Linked DNA regions of Hordeum vulgare: all the other regions are linked to region 3. A link is a contact called in public Hi-C data. All regions are on one chromosome and are shown on one strand. Each heading gives the region's core, a stretch centred on a gene start, on an enhancer-like site or on the middle of the called end of the contact. The rest is flanking DNA. Distances are from core to core; before and after follow the strand shown. Region 1 has its middle 19 kb from the start of LOC123430245. Region 2 holds the start of LOC123426635 (histidinol dehydrogenase, chloroplastic). Region 3 holds the start of LOC123426634 (arogenate dehydratase/prephenate dehydratase 6, chloroplastic-like).

Region 1 (4,581 bases), core at 485-2,984, 260 kb after region 3:
GACTGCGTGTTCTAAAACATGCCCGACCTCAATATTAATGAAAAACCATGACCTACCTCTATCCAGGTTGAGATCGAGAGAGGTGAAGTTTGTTTTCGCCTTTTCGGCCTTGGACAGTTGGACGTCGAGTGGAGCCACTCAGGCTTGTTATAGTGGGAGTTATAGTGGGAGGAACGTAACATATATTTGGAATGATGTGGCAGATAATTAAAAAAAAGAATTATAGTAACATAGGTAGATAACATAACATGTTAAATGATATGCTACTATGTGTCATGCATGTCAATAAATGAGGTCATCTATAATACTAATTTATGATACTATGCATTATAAAGGTAGTATCATATAATAGTATCATATGCATGCGAATATTGCTTTTGGCTCCCGAGCTCACTGAAGGCCTTTAAATTCAAATTTCAAATTCAGTGAAAATTCGTATTTTAATATTTCAAAAAATTCTGAAAAAAATAATACATAGATAAATGAAGGTATAATACACAAGTGTGTAAATTTTCAGAAAAAAAATACGTTGAAATGAGGGCTGTGCAAAAAAGACAAATCTGAGGCTGTTTAACACATGTTACTATTCATCATTTCAGACCATGAATTTGTCTTTTTTGTACAGATCACGTTTTAAAGTATTTTGACCTGAAATTTTACACACATGTCGGTTACATCCTTACATACATGCATTTTTTTCAGAATTTTTTGAACCATAAAAATTTGAATTTGAATTTTTCAAAAATAAAGGCCTTCATGGAGCTCGGCCTCCAAAACGCCATTCTCCATATGCATGACACTACTATGACCCTGTTTGTTTCAGAAGTCTCAGGACTTTTTTTAGTCCCAAATAAAAAAATTCCTAGTCTCTACCCATTTGTTTTCATGGACTAAAGAGGGACTAGAGATTATTAAATGACATACAAAAAGATCATGTTACCCCTAATAATATACTAAAAGTTATTAAATGACATGCTAAAAGTAGGGGCACTGTTGAAAAAGTGACAAAAAGTCTCAAAAAGACCTTCTTATAGGGATTCTTCCTTTAGTTTCAAATACCCCATTTTAATCTCTAAAAGTCCATCCTGTTTGTTTCATATGGAACTAAAATGAATTTTTTTAGTCCCTACATAAAAAAGTCCATGAAACAAACACCCCCTGTATACTTCCCACTATCAGAGCATCTCCAACAGTTCGTATGTTCAATCGTTGGTATAAGTGTCCACGTCAACAACCAACAGCACATCATACAAGTTCTTCAATGAAGTGTATGTTAATCGTATGTAAAATAACTAAGGGGTTCACTAAATATTGAAGAAATAATCTTGTTTGCCTCGGAGCTTGTGCGTGAACCGTTGCTTCAAGTTCATACAACGTCATTCTCTCTCTTCTTTTATTATACGTCATGCCATCAAAATTATCTATGTAGTAATTTTATCAATAATGATCCTACGATTATTGAAGATGCCCTCACCAGCCTCAGCCGGTGCCGATGAGAACGCACAAAACCATCTGACACGACCCAACGACCGACCGAGCAAGAACAGTGTGGTTGCCCTTTTTTGCGGGTGAGAACAGTGCGGTCGCCGCATACGAAGGGCTTAGCAATCATACTAAGAGGTCGGAGCTACTTTAATGCACGTCGGAGAGACGGCCGGTCGAGACAGCGAGGCATGCGGGGTCAGGTCGCTGCCGGAAAGCTCAGCAGACGGCCAGCCAAGCTAGCTCATGGCAGGACGCGACTGGCTATATGCTCCGGTGCGCGCCCTCACACCAGGAAGCTCGCCACTGCAGTGATACGTGGCGCGTGTTCGTCCTATGGAACGGCCGGGCGGCTAACTACCACCGGCGATCGAGCCCACAGCCCCACGGCAGAGCTAAAGCCACAAGCCTGCACTCACTACGCACTGCTCCATCGTGTACTTGTGTTGCTGCTTAAGTTATCTGGCGTCCACGCAATTTTGTATCGTCCAACTACCGTTCTCTTTATGTTAAAAATGCATACAGCCATTTTATTAATTATTTGCAGTATATCAGAAAGTCTGAAGTCGTCATCTTAGCAATATCTTTTGCTATTCATATCCACTTGATGAAGGGATGCCGATAGTGACCTAATAACAAACAAACATCGCACATATGCCTAACATCTAAAACCGGATGCCCCAACCAAGCAAATACTGGATTCGGGACGCAAACCAGTCCGACAACGCACTCATAGGTCGTTGCCGCCATTTTTCACTCATCCATCTTCAGAGCAGGTACTAATGCATCAACCTTGCGAGGCCTTTCGTCGACGCCCCACGGCGCCAGACAACGCCTCCTCCCCGTGCACGTTCATCATTACACATATGTCGCCAAGTCCTTGCCGAGCCATGCCGCTGAGACTCCACGCCGTCGATGCATCACATGGAATGCCGCTCCACCACTCGAACCGTCCACTGGTCCCTCAAGACAATGCACACCTCCAAGAATGCCACCCCAAGGAGGGAACGACACAAATGCGCCACTGTCATCCTATCGACTAATCTGGGATTTTCCCCGGAGGTAGCAGAAGGAGTTGAGAGCTTCACCTCGATGATTCCTTCAAGAAGGAAACAACGCCGAGGGCGTCACCATCACCGGCTCTGACCACCGGTCAGAGACCAGGTTTTCACCTGGATCTGTCCCACGAACATCCAACCGACAACATGTGCACCGTGTAGACCGCCTTCAAAGCCCCAGATATCGCTATCTAGATCCGGCGACCATCCACAACCGTACTACCACCGTGAGAGCCCTCGCACACCGGCCACTGCATGTGTGTGCCGCCACTTGAGCCTAGGAAGAGGGCTGCCACCCCACCTCGCCAACCGCAAGAGCCGTCGAGAGGAATCCCGCACGCTCGGCGTCGTCGTTGATCCAATCTAATCTGGAGCCAAAGTCACCAGATCGCCGGCGCAGATCCACCTTCGACACGAACATCGCCATGCCATGTCGACGCGAAGGCCTGGGATTCACCTACCCCCACCATCCAGGGATGTCGTCCCGGGTCATCGCCGTCAAGAAGTTCTCCATGCCGGCACATCACCCACGCATGCACCCCACGCCAGCGAGCCGCGGCGCCCTGTGCCACGCCCAGGCTCGAGGAGGACCGCCCGCATCGCCTCGTCGCCCGAGGGGAAGAAGACGCCTGGCCGCCACCCTCGCCGGTCGGGCTTCGCCCATCCGCGCCCTAAAGCGACGGCGAGGGAGGGAAAGGCAGGAGGTGGCGACCAGCGGCGGAGATCTAAGGTCCCTTCTCGTCGCCTCGCGGGCGCGGCGTGGGAGGGTTAGGTCGTGTCTATCAATATGTAGTTGCTTTTGAATCTTGATACTCCACCAAAAAGAGGGGATACAATTCTTCTCCACACGGGATATGCCTTAACCGCCCGTTTGATTGGCGATTTATATGCATGTTTTATTTAATTTATGCATGGTTTAGTCGTTGATAAATTTTTGAAGGCCCTATTCATGCAATATGCATGCGTGCATGTGAGGTGGCCATGTTAGTTTTTTTTTCTAATAAATGATAAATTTTATTTGCTTAAAATAGAGCATCAAGAGGATATGAACACAATGAGCATACGAGGTCTCTACATAATTATGATGCACATAACCAACACAAACACATGTAAAAAGCACACCATAAAAAAAGCAAAGTTATATAAGACCATCTTAACTCTTGACAGCGTGTTTGATTCAAGGGAGTTGGAGATTGAGAACAGGGGTTTATGATAAATGACACGAAAAATCCTTTAGTTGTCTCACGGATATGAGAATTAAGGAAGGAAGGGGAAGGGAAATTAAGAGGCCCAAGCCCCGGTTAATTTAAGTGGGGATTGGGAATCAACGAAAACATGACGATATAAAAGTGCGGAAGCGGTTGGAAGCTTTCTATTCCTTTACCTAATCCTACCAACCAAATGTGAGTAGTAACTCTCTTAAATGGGAAACGTTTCCCCCGGTCCGCCGGCCGAATCGTTCGGCCGGTCGCACGCGGGTCGCGTTCGCTGGCAGGTGTATGCAGCATTTTTTCGTAAAAATTGCTGCAACCGTGTATTTTTTTGTTACAAACGTTTTTCATGCAACTTTTTTCTCGTGTAAATTTGTTGCAACCAACGTTCATATTTGCTACAAGCGTTTTTTATTTACTAGATTTGTACAATAAAAAAGTTGTATATACGTTTGGTTGCAACTTGAGTTCGTTGAATTTTTACTACAATCGGCGTTTTGACTTTTGCTACAACCGGCATCATTTTTTGCTGCAATCGTTCACTGAAAAAGTTGCATACACGTCACGTAGATTTTTGCTACAACCGGCGTTTAACTTTTGCTACCATGCATCATCTTCTTTGTTTTTTTGCTACGATCATGTAGATATTTTTTTTGCTATAATTAATTTTTTTGTTGCAACCGTTGCGAAAAATGCTGCATAGCGTCGAAATTTGTTGCATGGAGATAAAAATGTTGCATGGAAAGATCTGACGGTCCCCCGTACAGATCGAGCGGTCACCCTGCGACCGGCGCTAGCGCTCGCGCCGGCGCGCCGGCGCCTAGTACTCC
Region 2 (4,410 bases), core at 1,677-4,176, 280 kb before region 3:
GGAAACTTCCTTCTGTCTAGATTAATATAAGGAAAAATGCCTACTCATGATCAATTTTTATTACTAAAGATGAAAAAGGCATTCGAGAGATAGATGGGGACCCTCCTAGTTTCCTTTTGGAGCATATTAAATTCAAAAAAACCTTAAGAATAATATAGAATAACCTCGAAGATAAGGGACATGTCAAATTCAAATGCACAAAAACCATCGCACAAAAATCAAAATCAAAATCTAGCATTTCATCTAAACCATCAAGGCATTTAAGAAGAGCAAGCATACCTAAGAAAACATAACAGAAAAAACAAAAACAAAATCTAGCTAAAATGTAATCTAATGAATATCTGCATCTAATGAAGCTGAAATAAAAATGATTCTACACGGAAAGAATATGTTCCCGGACATGTGGGTCTCACCTCTGTAGCCAAGACCCCTTTATTGTGTGCAAAGAAAAATCATGAACATAGTCATAGGACAACAAAAATGTTGCACTCCTTTACTAAATGATTTTTGGCAAACAAAGAGTTACATTAAAAAATGTACTACCTCCGTCCAGAATTACTTGTGGCACAAATGTATAAAAATGGATATATCCAGAATTAAAATACATCTAGATATATTTGTTCCTATGACAAGTATTTCCGTACGGAGCAGTACATCATAAGACCAAGTTTTCTTATTCACCAAATTTCATTGGAGCTCTAGAGATCTAAAATTTGAACGAAAAAAGGTTCAAACATGAGGATCTCTGCTAATCCAAGCTTATGAACCGGCATGAGAATCTTTGAGATCATGAGGTGCATGCAACTACTCAGTAATCTTGTTGAGCATATGTGGATCCACAATGGAATGAGCTAATATTTAAATTGTGCACCTAAAATTAATTTTATATAAGAACTATGTATTTTTTGGTACCAACATTTGCTATTTATGTGATGCATTAGCATGTATGATGGACATGCATAAATTTTCATGGATTTGAGACTCCGATTTGAGGTATATGGTTGTCGGGTCCGAGATATGAGGGGTTGTTTAGATGCCTCCGCGCAAATGCCTGAACGGGTCCACGGAAGTTTGAGGTGCTGGATTTTTCAAATCTGGCTATAGATATTATGAGAAAGCAACAATGGATATTTCCTATGGGGAAGAAAGCGGGTTGTTGGTTGATGTCTAGGAGCAGAGATAAAACATTTTTTAATAATTGCGAGTCTAGTAAACTCTATGAGAAAAATTGTAAATATTCCACTAAGACTTGTTTGAAATGGGGCTATTTTTGTGACGATGCCAAAAAGAGCCTAAACCTAGCAAAAAGTCACTTTGATGGACGGGTGCATTGGAGCCCTTTATTTTGAATAGTGTCAAAATGGTATTTTGATGTTTCAAAAAATTCTAAAAACAATTTCACATGTTCATATGTATGTATGTTACACATGTGAAAATTTTGATGATGAAACAAGTAACCATGTGAGTTACACAGAAATGATAAAATCATGAATTTAAAAAGATGAACAATGCATGTATTATTCACTATTAAGAAATTGTCTTTTTGTCATTTTTGTATAGCTCACATGTTTACTTGTTTCATCACCAAACTTTACACATGTATAATATCCAATCATATGATCATGTAGAATTCTGTTCGGATTTATTCATTGAAAATTTAAATCTGATTTTTAAACTATTTAAAATAAAGTCCTCCAATGTATCCATGTTCCAAAAATGCACTCTCCTAAACCTAGACCGTATATTGTGTTAGGGTAAACACCGCAAAATGTTGTAGATGTATCTTTTGTATCAGTCAGTTTTCACCCATTTCAATATTTTATAAGGTTTTTTTCTTTTATGAAAATTCCAAATGGAGGCCGAACTTCATGGAGGTTTTAATATGAAACTTCAAACTCAAAAAAATAGTTTGGAAAAATTCTGAAAAAATTGCAGGCTTTTTAGACTGATGTAGGTGTAGATGTGTGTAAATTTTTAGCCAAAAAAATAGTTCAAACCTAGAGAGATGATGTAGATGTGTGTAAATTTTCAGGTGAAAATACGTTCAATGGGAGCTATACAAAAGTAAATCCGGGCTTTTTAGCATATGCATTGTTCATCTTCAAAGTCCATGTTTTTTTGCGCAGCTTACAATTGAAGTTATTTGATCTGAAAATTTACACACATACACATTGCATCCTTGTATACCTGTGTATTTTCTCCAGATCTTTTTGAAACTAAAAAAATTTGAATTTTAAAAAATAGAAAAATCAAGGCCTCCGTGTAGCTCGGTCTTGAAAATGCCCCACTCCTATATTTCAAGACTACATTTTAAAACATTTATAGCAAAAATGATTTATTTTTAGGGGCGTGTTACACCTTCATTGGCTGATCTTTTTGAAATATTAGCCAGCTCGCGAGCAGTTAGATTTCCCGCATCGAGCGAGCCGCATCTTAATCATTGCAACACAGGTCTTGTTGCAAAATTATATCTGCAACATTTTTCTTGTTGCAGATTTTTTTGCAACAACTGTTTTGTTATAAAAGAATTATAACTTAGATTTTTGTTGCAGATATTTTTTTACAACCGAGGTCTTGTTATAAAAAAATTCATAACAAAGATTTTATTGCAAAACATAAACCTGTTGTAAATAATTGCAACACCGTATATATTTTAAAAACATACTCCATGTTGCACCAACGCGTCCGACGAATGATGGTATGGTCCTCACTTGAATGTGTGTCATGCAAGAAAGGTGACGGATGGGACGCTACGATCCGCCAGGTGATGGTAATCTTTTCCCTTATTTTTAAGTGTGTTTTTGCAACCGGATTGAGCCAAGATGTTGAGCCCACCGTCCGAACTGCAAATGTGTGTGGCAGCACTCGGGCCGCCTAGGCTCGGCCCATCAAAATAAGCATCGCCACCTACGGCCTATCCAGCGCCGCCACTCTCTCGTTTTCCCCATCCCTTGAGACGGCGCCTCCTTTGCCGGAGCACTCAGCACAGTAGACCACGGTCACGGACATCGGCGACCTCCTTCACAGCGTCGCTTTGCCGCCGGCCGTAGAAACCCTTCACCGCCGCCGTTTGGTTTCGGTTCGTCTCCCTACCTTCCGTTCGGCTTAACCATAGCGTATCTTCCCCCATGCTTCTGATTCTCCAACGCCCCAGAAACAGAATTGAATCGGGCTCTGTTGATGGGCAGCTTGCGCGCTCCGCCTCAGCTCGCCGGCGGTACCAGCCTCGGTCGCGGTTACCGGCTCTGTCTTGCCTCCTCCGGGGTCCCCAAATCCAAAGGTGCGAGCTTTTGACTTGCGTATTCTGTTGTTGTTAGCCTTTGGTTCCTAAGCTAGTTGGATAAGATTCTCTGGACTGTAATTTGCCTACTTGGTTGTTTCAGTGTTGGGTGTTAGCTGCGCGATGAAGTCCTATAGGCTGTCCGATCTCAGCGATGCCGAGGTTAGCGGCCTCAAGGCGCGCCCTCGCATTGATTTCACCTCCATTTTCAGCACGGTAAGATAATAGTGAGGTTATTCATGGGTATGGAGTTGAAATTGTGCCCTAGTCTGACATCCATGGGATTTTGATTTGTGGGATTAGGTGAATCCGATTGTTGAAGATGTGCGAGCCAGAGGTGATGCTGCGGTTAAGGAGTAAGTGTTGTGTACTGTTTGAACGTTCTGTTCATGGCCTATTGCAGAACTTTTCTTACTTTGTTGTACATGGTCTGTTCAGTTATACAGAAAAGTTTGACAAGGTCACTCTCGATAATGCTGTTGTGCGTGTTAGGGATCTCCCAGATGCAGAGGTACCCATCTTGTGATGTGCATTTACGTTCTGCACTTGTCTTGTTAATTTAACCGAAGTCACAAGCAGATAATTTTCAGTTTTTTCTCTCCACATGCCATGTTGATATATCATACATGGCTTGTTTGGTTCCTTATTTCTTCAGTTGCAGCTCGCCATTCCATTCTAGGTTTTATCTACTTGCGTTCAGATGTTTCTAATCCTTAGAAATAAGTACACCTGATGTCAGTATATTTTGTGTCCAGATTCAGATGTTTTTTTTTCATTTGCTAGATGATTTTGGCTGTCTTACCTTCATCAAATTTGCAGCTTGATCCAGCTGTGAAGGAAGCCTTTGATGTGGCATATGACAATATTTATGCCTTCCATGTTTCACAAAAGTCGCCAGAAAAGACAGTGGAGAATATGAAAGTAAGAGAATAAGAGATGCTTTGATGCCCCCATTTACGTTTTGGCCTTTCTATATGCTTATGCTTATTTGTGAAGGGTGTGAGATGTAAAAGGATAACTAGATGCATTGGTTCTGTCGGGCTGTATGTTCCAGGGGGCACTGCAGTCTTGCCTTCAACTGCATTGATGCTTGCTGTGGTATGCTCATGTTTATTCAAATACTCTATACT
Region 3 (4,705 bases), core at 676-3,175:
ACCAACTTACTAAGAGTCATATATTATAAAAAATATATCATTAGAAACTTTAGATGTTCTATTTTTTAATGGTATATTTTTTATGTTAAACAATGTACTCCCTCCCTTCCAAAATATAAGACATTTCAGATTGCACTATAAACTACATACGGATGTACATATACATATTTTAAAGTATAGATTCATTCATTTTGCTCCATATGTTATCCCTAAAAGGTTTTATATTTTGGAACGAAGTGAGTATTTTATATAAGTTAAATTGACGACCTAAATATATGTGCATGCTTTATAAACTGTGATGGAGGGAGTAGTATTCCACTGCGTATTAACTGGCTCAAATGGCACGATTTTACAGGTATTATGACAACAAGAACATCGAAGAACAAAACTAATTACCCCAGCTGCCAACGAGGGAGGAGTGGGACGACATGACCACAAATTAACCGACGTCCCTACTGCTCCACTGATTCTCCAGGGAGCTACGAGTCGGACGATGTGACGGTGGAGGAGGAGCCAGCGGTCATGGGGGTCATGTCCATCGGGTAGCTCCCGAGCACCCGCAGGAATGACGTGAACTCCTGGACCTCGGCCAGCGCGTTCTGCGCCCGCGGCTCCGCGAGGGAGGCCTGGAAGTCCACGTAGAACATGTACTCGAAATGCTTTGCCGTGCCGCGGTTGGCGTCGTCCACCAGGCGGATGGGCCGGTGGCGGTGCGGCCGGCTCTCGATCTTGGTCAGCGTGATGTCGCGGAAGGCGAAGGCCGAGAGCACCTTGAAGAGCACGGAGGTGCCCTCCTTGTCGTGCGCGAACACGATGCTCGTCTTGAACGGCCTGTCCGTGCGCGGCACGATGGGCTCCCTTGCCAGCATCACGAACCGGGTCACGTTGCCGCAGTCGTCCTGTATTCCGTCGGCGAGAATCTCCATGCCGTACAGCTCGGCGGCGCGGGACGACGCGATGGCGGCCGTGTCGCGGAGGCCGTTGGTGGCCACGTACTCGGCGGCGCCAGCGGTGTCGTCGAAGGCCTCGCGGACGACGTTGAGGCCCATGCGGGTGATGGTGTGCTCGCACTGCGCCAGCGCCTGCGGGTGGCTGATGACGCGGGTGATGTTCTCCTTGCGCACGCCCGGGAGCGCGAGGAGGCAGTGGTGCACGGGGAGCTGCACCTCGCCGACGATGTGGAGCCGGTGGCGGAGCAGGAGGTCGTAGTTACGGTGGATGCTGCCGCCGAGCGAGTTCTCCACGGGGAGCACGGCCCGGTCCGCGATCCAGAGCTCCACGGCCTGGAACGCAACCTCGAACTGGTCGCAGGGGATGGCGTCGCAGCCCGGGTAGGCCTTACCGGCCGCCTTCTCGCTGTACGCGCCCGGCACGCCCTGGTACGCCACGCGCAGCTCAGAGCCGTGCATCGGCGCCGGGGACAGGTCCGCAATCCGCAGCGGCGCCGGCAGGTTCTTGGCGGCGCCGTTAACACCGCTGACGGGGATCAAATCGAGCACCGCGCCGTTGGGGGCCGGCGCCGGCGCGGCGTGGCCGTTGACGGAGTGGGGGCCGAGCGCGGCCACCTTGCTGGAGAGGACGGCGCAGCTGCTCAGCCACTCGGTCCGGCCGCCGACGGCCGCGCCAAGCGAGCACCTGACGACGCGGCCGCTCCTCCCCGGAGCGTGGACTGCCAGCCTGGGATTCTGCCCGGCGGGCGCCTTGATGAAACTCGCGGCGGCCATGACCAGTAACGGCACCGATTAGCTAGCTGTTGGTCCGTTTCTTGGCCTGGAAATCTGCCTGGTAGTAGAGTAGTAGTACAAACGATGCCGATAGCGCCGGGTAACTAAAAGGTAATTTGAGAGAAACTAAAAGAAACTAGTACTGGTAGTCGAGTAAGCTTCGATGGGGAAGCTGAGAGGGGAAGGGGATGGTGGAAGGGGATATATAGGTGGCGATTGGTTGGTTTGTGTTGCGGGCTTGAGCTGGAAGGAGGGAAGCGGGGTTGGTGTGGACCGTGTGGTGGCCTGGTGGGGACGCGTGGGGCAACGGATTCACGACTCGGGAGTCAGGACTGATACCATGGGGGGTTGGTTGGGTCAGCGTCAAATCAAAATGTGTATCTTTTCGGGTAAATATATCGAAAGGTCTTGGCCTGCTTCACCAACCAACTGAGCCGTCCCGAGGGGTAGAAGAAACTCAAGGAGAACGTGGCGTGCATCCCCCCTTCCCTTGTGGTCGCGTGCGCCGGCGGCTTGTAGCCGCGCGCGCCTGCCTCCCCTTTTCGCCGTCGTTTCTTAGATCGCCCGGCGAATCACGGCGCCAGGTGCGTGCCAAGCACAGTGAAGACTGCTGCGCGCTGGATGCCTATCTAGATTCCTCTGCATTTTTGTCTTGGTAGGGAGATATTTTTCTGTATTGATTTTCGACGATGAATCCCTACAACAAAACATGGCGTGGAGTAATTGATTTACTTTTTTTAGTCTAGCATTTTTTTTCATTCTATGTATATCCAAACTGACATTTGGTTCATTTTTTTTTGGTGCGTCCTTTGATGCGTCCTGTGTCGGTGTTAAAACTGACAGATCTCGCATAGGAGGCCCGAACTGTGAGATCGGATCGAAGGTAATAGGAGACAAAGAACAAGGTACTTTTACTTCGGCAGCCACCGCCCTCTCCTCCTCTATTCTCCACGCTGTCGCGTGAGGGAGCCGACGGCGAAGCCGGCTTGGCTCCCGAGGACGGCGGTGGCGGGGCTCTTGTCGCTCCTTCCCTTCTAAGCGGTGCTCCTGGGCGGAGCGATGGGTCTGGTAGTCCCGGCGATGGCGGCGCCCATAGTCGGCAGTTTTGGCGATCGGTGGGCAAGATCCGGTCTTCCCATGCGTGTTGTTCGCCGTCTCCTTTGGCTCCACAAGTTCGTTGGTGGTGGTTGTCCCAGAAAGTCATGGCCACCGCTATCGGCTAACCTTTCTCCCGCGCCTCCCCTCGCTCTCATATGCGTTAATGTTGATCCAACAAAAGAGCGCAAATTACCTTGTCTTCTCCTTTGTATAAACTACCTTGCAGATTTCATTTTAGCCCACGATACTCTTGCTCTACCATTATTATTACATCATTCGGTCGTGCAAGTGAAAGGTAATAACGACGATATTTGGTGAGGTGATCGTGGCAAAGGAAGCTGGTATGAACTCTTGTTGTTTTCCATTTTTGTAAATATATTTACCCCGTTTGATCTTCATTTAGTATATCATGAGTAAACATGTTTATGAGGACAATTAGAGATTATAGTTTCTCATACCATGTTTAAATAGCCAGGAGTGGATACTGATTCATCTTATGAGTTAACATGCATAAAAATGGTTATGATGTGGTATGGTAGTATGGTATTTCCCTGTGAGTGACTCGAGCGGCTTGACTTGGCCCATATGCAAACATGTAGTTAATTTAAAACCTATGCAACCTTCATGATATTTAAATTCAGAGTGTTAATATCCTACTCTAATGATCAATGTTAACTATTCATAATGCATGATTATGACCGTTTTCGCTCTCTAGCTGATCTCTTCTAAATCTATTGCTAGCCTTCACCTGTACTAAGCGGGAATGTTGCTTGTTGTTAGAGCATATATCTCCATATGTGGTTTTGGTAATTGATGACAATTCCTATGGACTAATGGTTGCCTTAAGTTATATTTATAGGATTTGTCCATAGGCACTTCTTGAAGTCCATCTGTTGGGTTCAAGGAGTTTATATGATGACCAAGATGGTATTCAAGGTATTATCCAAAGAATGGTCATAGAGACACTAGGTTGATCAAGATCTCAGACAAAGAGTAAATCAAGATGATCAACACACAAAGCGTATAAGATGTACCGAGAGGGATCAAGTGATCCCATGGTATGGTAAGCATTGTCCATTACGTGTTTGTGTACTAACCCATGGTCTTTGTGAGACTCCTATGTGGGGGGGTAGGTGTGCTTCCATGGACTTGCGTCAAAAGGAAGATCTCATACAACTCATGAAGGATGACGTAAGTGGTGATCGTCATCAAGATTGTGTTGTGCAAGTTCAAGTGGATCAGCACGAATATATCATTGAAACTATTATTAATGATCATGTGTTAATAAGGACAAGATCATGTGCTAACAAGGACAAGATCAAGATAAGCATTCCTGAGCACTACATGCTTGATTCTTGTGGATGTTCACATGGTGGACAAATGAAGATGAATACATAAGCTAGGCTTTCCACATTGTGTATGGGAGAGCTACTTGAAGACTTCATCATGTCTTGCTTTTAACTTGAGCCAAGAAGGAACAACAACATCAAGATCAAGTGAAAGGGCGAACTCAAAGGTATCAGTCCCTTTGACGTTAGTGGTGCAGAGTGATGATTAGCGAATAAAAGTATACACTCAAGTATGGATCATCGATACCCCTTTTTCAATTCTTGAGTCTTTAGGGATCCCGCACTATTAAGAGGGGATCACAGGTTTTGCGATGAACTTGCTCAAACTACATCTCCACTGTTCTGCTCAGACCACATCTCCACTGCTCTGTTGTTATCTGAAAACAGAACCAGTGCCTCGGCATCCGGCTTCTTCCGAACGTCCGAGGGCCGGACGACCGACTTCTTCGGAAATCCGGAATCCTATGCCAGAGAAATCAGAGCCATATAACTCGGACTTCCGGCTCCCTCCGGACGTCCGAGGCCCGGACGTCC

The links. Hi-C and Micro-C count contacts between places; a contact is called where the count stands out from the background.
Region 1: a contact with region 3 is called in a Hi-C map of leaf, with 2.7 times the contacts expected there. The contact joins the enhancer-like site here to the promoter of LOC123426634 in region 3. A contact is called at or near these places in 3 of 6 Hi-C or Micro-C datasets (leaf and seedling) and 1 of 1 datasets of contacts at active chromatin or transcription factors (embryo).
Region 2: a contact with region 3 is called in a Hi-C map of seedling, with 4 times the contacts expected there. The contact joins the promoter of LOC123426635 here to the promoter of LOC123426634 in region 3. A contact is called at or near these places in 3 of 6 Hi-C or Micro-C datasets (leaf and seedling) and 1 of 1 datasets of contacts at active chromatin or transcription factors (embryo).

The regions. Positions count from the first base shown.
Region 1 is chr2H:454,909,159-454,913,739 of MorexV3_pseudomolecules_assembly, reverse strand. No RefSeq gene overlaps it. Among protein-coding and RNA genes, the nearest start is that of LOC123430245, 19 kb to the right of the region's middle. Within about 2 kb of position 1,734, at least 3 of the 3 cell types and tissues checked have open chromatin away from gene starts, as enhancers often do. A contact at or near this core is called in leaf and seedling, where this site is marked.
Region 2 is chr2H:455,446,153-455,450,562 of MorexV3_pseudomolecules_assembly, reverse strand. LOC123426635 (histidinol dehydrogenase, chloroplastic) reads left to right here and starts at 2,926. Exons shown (of 15, transcript XM_045110496.1): 1 at 2,926-3,079; 2 at 3,155-3,280; 3 at 3,384-3,496; 4 at 3,584-3,636; 5 at 3,719-3,791; 6 at 4,100-4,201; 7 at 4,277-4,378. The coding sequence starts at 3,181.
Region 3 is chr2H:455,169,588-455,174,292 of MorexV3_pseudomolecules_assembly, reverse strand. It overlaps LOC123426634 (arogenate dehydratase/prephenate dehydratase 6, chloroplastic-like), which reads right to left and starts at 1,925. Exons shown (of 1, transcript XM_045110494.1): 1 at 286-1,925. The coding sequence starts at 1,724. The coding sequence ends at 480.